2 separate regions of the Mus musculus genome follow, and region 1 is linked to region 2. A link is a contact called in public promoter capture Hi-C data. All regions are on one chromosome and are shown on one strand. Each heading gives the region's core, a stretch centred on a gene start, on an enhancer-like site or on the middle of the called end of the contact. The rest is flanking DNA. Distances are from core to core; before and after follow the strand shown.

Region 1 (2,702 bases), core at 193-2,692, 3.4 Mb before region 2:
GGAGGAAGGATGTCAAATGTTTAATCTTGGATAATATATGTTAGGTGTTTGATATAATGCAAATGTTATCCATGTATGCATATGTTCAAGCATCACAGTGTTTCATTGCTGTCTCTAATTTGTTTTTATGTCAAAAGACAATTTCTAAATGATTCCAAGAATGTGTAATAAATCCTGTACACACTGTAGCTAAAGACATCAACTATCCACAGACTGTCTGCATGTCAACATTAACAAGGTATTTGTACAACTACAGACAGCTATCATAAAATTTTATAAAGAATGGAATGTCAGCTCTCCAAATCTATACAAGTTCGTTCTTTAAAAGAATCTCCTACCCTTTAAAAAACAGCTGCGTAGTGTTTGCTCTGTTTAAAGTTCCTCTGTAATATCATATATTGGTCAAAAATTACTACCTCCCTCCCTCCCTCCCTCCCTCCCTCCCTCCCTCCCTCCAAAGCACTTAAAATGATGGGTGGGAAGATGCTTGAAGGTTAAAGTGCTCTCTGTGCAAGCATACAGACTTGAATTCAGAGCCCAAGCTCATCTTGAAACCTGGGTATGATCATCAACCTGACTGGGAGATGAAGCCAGGAGGAAACTCAGGGGCTGGCTGGCCAGTAAACCTACTTGATGGGAGGCTGGCCTACCTTTCTGAGAGAGTCTGCTTCAAAGGATAAGATGGAATGCCAAGCTTTATCATGGAGTTCTCTAAATTTAATCAAAGCTAGGCACTTCAGAAGCCAAATGGATTTATCTACTGGACGTGTTATATGGACTAATATATTTACATAGGAAAGAAGCAAAATATTCTTTACTAAGTACAATCAGCCTTCTGATTTCCCCATTGATTAAGATTGGAAAATGGTATGTGTGAATAAACAATGGCAGCAGTTATCTTGTCTAAGAAGTACAATGCCATTGCCTTCCCTAGTTTCACTCCCAGCAACGATTATTCCTTTGTCCGAGTAAATAATAATAATAATAATAATAATAATAATAATAATAATAATAATAAGCTTTAGAACACATGAACTGAAGTCCATGGCGTTTGCTATACCCAAATAGATTCATTTTGGAAGAACAAAATTCAAACTGATGCAGTAGTGTGGAACAAGTTTCTCTAAAACTGACTTCATTCTTGGCTCAAGTAAAAGCCCCATTCACTGTTCAAAGTGGATTAGTCACGGTTTGTAAGAGTCCCACAAAAGAAGTATGTCTCGTCCGCTCAGCAAGGGCGGAAGATCATTTGATGGTTGCTGGACAGAAACAGGAACCTTGCAAAAAGGATTACTGAGTCAGCATCAGCTTGGCTTTGTAGGAGTTTAGGAAGCCGCTTCCCGCAGGCCACGCCCAGCTGAGGGCGGAGAGCTCGGCAGTCGCGTTTCTGTTCGCGAATTTCCTTGACGCAGGTCTCTTGGCCCTCTGCGCGGTCCGTCCCGGGGTGCCTGCGGCAGGCTGAAGGCTGACGTGTCTGCCGTTTCCCTGTGTCGGGGCGAGCGGAGCAGTGATGGCGGACGCCTGGGAGGAGATCCGGCGGCTGGCGGCTGACTTCCAGCGGGCGCAGTTTGCAGAGTCCACGCAAAGGTGCTGGTTCCCTGCGGTGTGGAGCCGGCTTAGGCCCGGGACGCTGCCCCGCTCCCGCACTGCCTGCCGGAACGCGGTGGGACCCCGGAGCCGGTCTGCTGCGGCGGCTGTCGGTAGAGGCGCTCGCTGCCCGGCCTAGGGCGAGCTTGCAAAGTCCCCAGTGCAGCGCGCAGCAAGTAGTCTGTCCCTCCTCCAAATCCTTTTTACGTGCAGCCACAGATCTAAGCCAGGCCCACATGCCATCTGTCATATTTTAGGGACTCCGGGACACCAACTTTTCTACACTCCAGAAATGGGGGAGTGGCCGAATTACCCCGACTCTGCGCCCGTGATTACACATCGCATATATAAGGCGAATAGACTTTGTCTCCCTGTCAACGAGTTCTTGTAGTATTTTATTTCTCTTGGACCTAAACACAGTAGTCCGTTGATGCTGTTCTATAACATTGAGAGCTACAGACATACATACACTCTCACAACAAACAAACAACAAAACCCGGGGAAAAAATTTAGTGCAAGATGGCTGTGAGTAGCTAACATTATAGTACCTATAGTTCTGCTAAGCCACATGACCTGTCTGTACACCAACTGTACCAGTAAGGCCAACATACTGTGATTTTAAAGAAAAGTTTGTTTGTTTTCAGCTGGAAAATTTGATACTTGAAGGCAGGACTAGGAGAGAACATCTGTAGAATCATAATACAGTGACGTGTGTGAATTAAATAAATAATTCAAGGGAATATAAACCTACTCTCAAGTTTTCTTTTTAAATTACTCAACCAATATCATCATACTAATAAAGGACAGATTTTGTAATGTAGAAGTTACTCAAAATTTTGCTTTCAAATACCTGGGGGGGGGGGGGGCGGCATAGCAAGTACACTCTTAAACTCCTGGCTTCGCACAGGTTGTCAGAGCGGAACTGCATTGAGATTGTGAATAAATTGATCTCTCAGAAACAGCTGGAAGTAGTCCATACACTTGACGGCAAGGAATATATCACTCCAGCCCAAATCAGTAAAGAAATGAGAGACGAGCTACATGTCCGAGGTGGTAAGTAATTCCTCAGTGTCATGCTTTTGTCTTTACCGGATGTTTGAAGAAAATACATTAAA
Region 2 (2,700 bases), core at 80-2,579:
CAATCACAACAGCTTGGGAGGCCGAGGCAGGTGGGTCTTCTGATGTATGAGACACACATTAAAAGGTTTCTAAAAAATGGACCAGAGATGTTCTGGATCTCTGGAACAATGACTCGGATTGTTCTGGAAGACAAAGTTTAAACAATAAAAGAGTATAAATGTATATAAAGACAATAAAATCTTATAAAAGACAATAGAAGAGTATAAAATCATCTCTCCAGAAAATTAAAGTTGGAATCGTAATTCCATCTAGATCTCCAAGTTCATTAATATTTATTTATATCTTGCTCTCTTAAAAATTATAATTATTTTTTTCAGTAGTATTTAAATAGGTATTATTGCTGTTACTGTCATATTAAAATTCCCAACCATACCAATCTCTACCATATAGTGGTCATTTTCTTTTCTTTTTTTTTCTTTTTTTTTTTTGTTTTTTTTTTTGTTTTTGTTTTTGTTTTTCGAGACAAGGTTTCTCTGTGTAGCCCTGGCTGTCTTGGAACTCACTCTGTAGACCAGGCTGGCCTCGAACTCAGAAATCCGCCTGCCTCTGCCTCCTGAGTGCTGGGATTAAAGGCGTGTGCCACCACGCCCGGCCTGGTCATTTTCTTGTAAAGGTTGAACCTAATTATCTGCGTACTACTTGCGTTTAAAAATCTATAGCACCAAATGCAGTTAGCTCTTTACTTTATTTGCCAAACAAGAGCATAAATGCCTTAAATTCTTTGGCGGGGACGGTAAGATGGTGAGCAATAAAGTAGTGAGGCAGCGCTAGGACGTTCCCCGTGTGTCTTTCTTGGTTTGGTTTGGAAAGCAAGAACCACCTCCAGGATCCAGCAAGTTGAATGGCGGCTCCCGGGCCACAAGCTCATAGAACGCAAATAAAATAGGGCAAAGGTCGTGGGCTACCCGGCGGCGGCGGCACAAGAGACACGCTCTCCGAGGCCCAGATCCTTAGTCCTCAGCCTTTTTCCCCTGGCTTCTCAGACCTGGAGGGTTGTAGCCGCTGGAGAGAGCAACACCAGGTCCCGGAGGTCACCAGGGATGAGGACGGGGCAGCGCGGCGCTGCTTTTAACCAGACCCCACGGAGCCGGACAGCCCACCGCTCTCTGCCGCGCTTGCGCAGAGCCGCCCCGGCACCCGAGGCGTGCGGAAGAACCTCCGCGCCGGCGACACTCACCCGACCGTGAAGTTAGGCGAGGAGGCTGGGCGACCGCGCTGGGGCACCCAAACCCTAGCGTTTCCAGGAGACGAACCCCACGAGAGCCCAGCCTTCCACCTCTCCACATCGCGACTAGAATCCTACTCCTTTTCCGGTCCCTCCTCACAACAAATCCCCAGCGGAAGGGTTCCGCCTCCTACACTCGCGGATGCCGGCTTTTGCATTTGCATTAGTTAATGTGAATTTGTGGTCACCGTTAACTCGAGCTCCTCTATCAAATTATGTCTGCAATGAAATAAAGAGATGTTCCTAATAAAAGGCCACGAAGACCTACCTACCTTCTCGTCCTACGAGTCACGCCGTGCTGTTTTCGTATTTACGAGCTATCTCCTCAGTCTTGGAAAACCGACTCTAATGCTTAAAATCAAGTACGGAAATGCTTTTTCCGAGAAACCCATTCTCTTTCAATGCGCTCAAGTAATCACAGAGAACAGAAGTCCACATCTAAAGTACATTCTTTGAAACTGACCCTTTATTCTGTTCAGGATACACCGTATGTAGCAGAAAACTCCTTACACTCAGTTTAGACGTTTATTGGAAGTAGAAACGGAGCAGTATGAAAGATTCTAGTATGAATCTAATATGAAGTTCATACTAGTTTTTTTTTTTTTTTTTTTTTTTGTCAACTTGACATTAATTTGATTCACCAGGAAACAGGGACCCTCTCCTGAATTGCCTTCATTAGACTGAACTGCGTGTTTGTGGGGCGGCGTTTTCTTGATTGATGTTCAGCCCTTTGGAAAGTGGAACTGGGTTGTATCTGAAGCTTGCATTTATGGATCTCGCCCAGACTTCCCTCAATGATTGATTAGGATCTCTAAGCCAAAGAGAAAGAAACCCTTCCTAGAGTTGCTTTTAGTCAGTGTTTTATCCCAGCAACTAAAAGCAAACCAGGAACGGTTAAAAAACAAACAACAAAATAAAAAATAATGCCCTCATAAAAAGAAGGGTAAACTCCTAAAATTTAGGGCGTCATTCTACATTTCAGCAGGCAGTGCTGTCCTTTAAATCGGGGAAACTTACTAAGCTCTCATCCTCTGAGCTAAAATACTAACCTCATAAGCTGTATGAAAACCAGCTGCTCTATCACTGTCAGAGGTCCCTGTGTTTGGAGGTATATGGCCATTTCTCCAAATGAAGGTGGAAAGTTTTATACACAAGTTGAAGTGTCATGTTTTTGCTGGATTGACAGACCCACGGAAAATCATGGTTAACACTCTTAAGGACTTCTGTGCATGGACTGTACTTAACATTAAGTGTACACCACACAGCTCCATAGCCATCCCAGTCTCGCTTCAGCAAAGGCAGGAAGTGATATGCTTAAATACTGGTAGGAAGCAAAGAACCCTCTAAATCCCCCCACGCAGCAACAAAACGCTTTTCTGTAAGTTCAGTTGAGCTGTGTCAGAAATAAAATTGTGGTGACTGTAATGCAGTATGTAGCCATTACTGTAGGAAAGTTCCAGAGTAACTCCAGTCT

The links. Promoter capture Hi-C pulls out the DNA fragments that hold promoters and counts their contacts.
Region 1: a promoter capture Hi-C map of pre-B cells shows a contact between it and region 2. The contact joins the promoter of Ufl1 here to the promoter of Coq3 in region 2. A contact is called at or near these places in 3 of 39 promoter capture datasets (cranial neural crest, liver and pre-B cells) and 1 of 484 Hi-C or Micro-C datasets (granulocyte-monocyte progenitors).

The regions. Positions count from the first base shown.
Region 1 is chr4:25,280,561-25,283,262 of GRCm38.p6, reverse strand. Ufl1 (UFM1 specific ligase 1) reads left to right here and starts at 1,442. Exons shown (of 20, transcript NM_001355512.1): 1 at 1,442-1,587; 2 at 2,495-2,640. The coding sequence starts at 1,511.
Region 2 is chr4:21,878,275-21,880,974 of GRCm38.p6, reverse strand. It overlaps Coq3 (coenzyme Q3 methyltransferase), which reads right to left and starts at 1,329. Exons shown (of 7, transcript NM_172687.2): 1 at 1,179-1,329. The coding sequence starts at 1,287.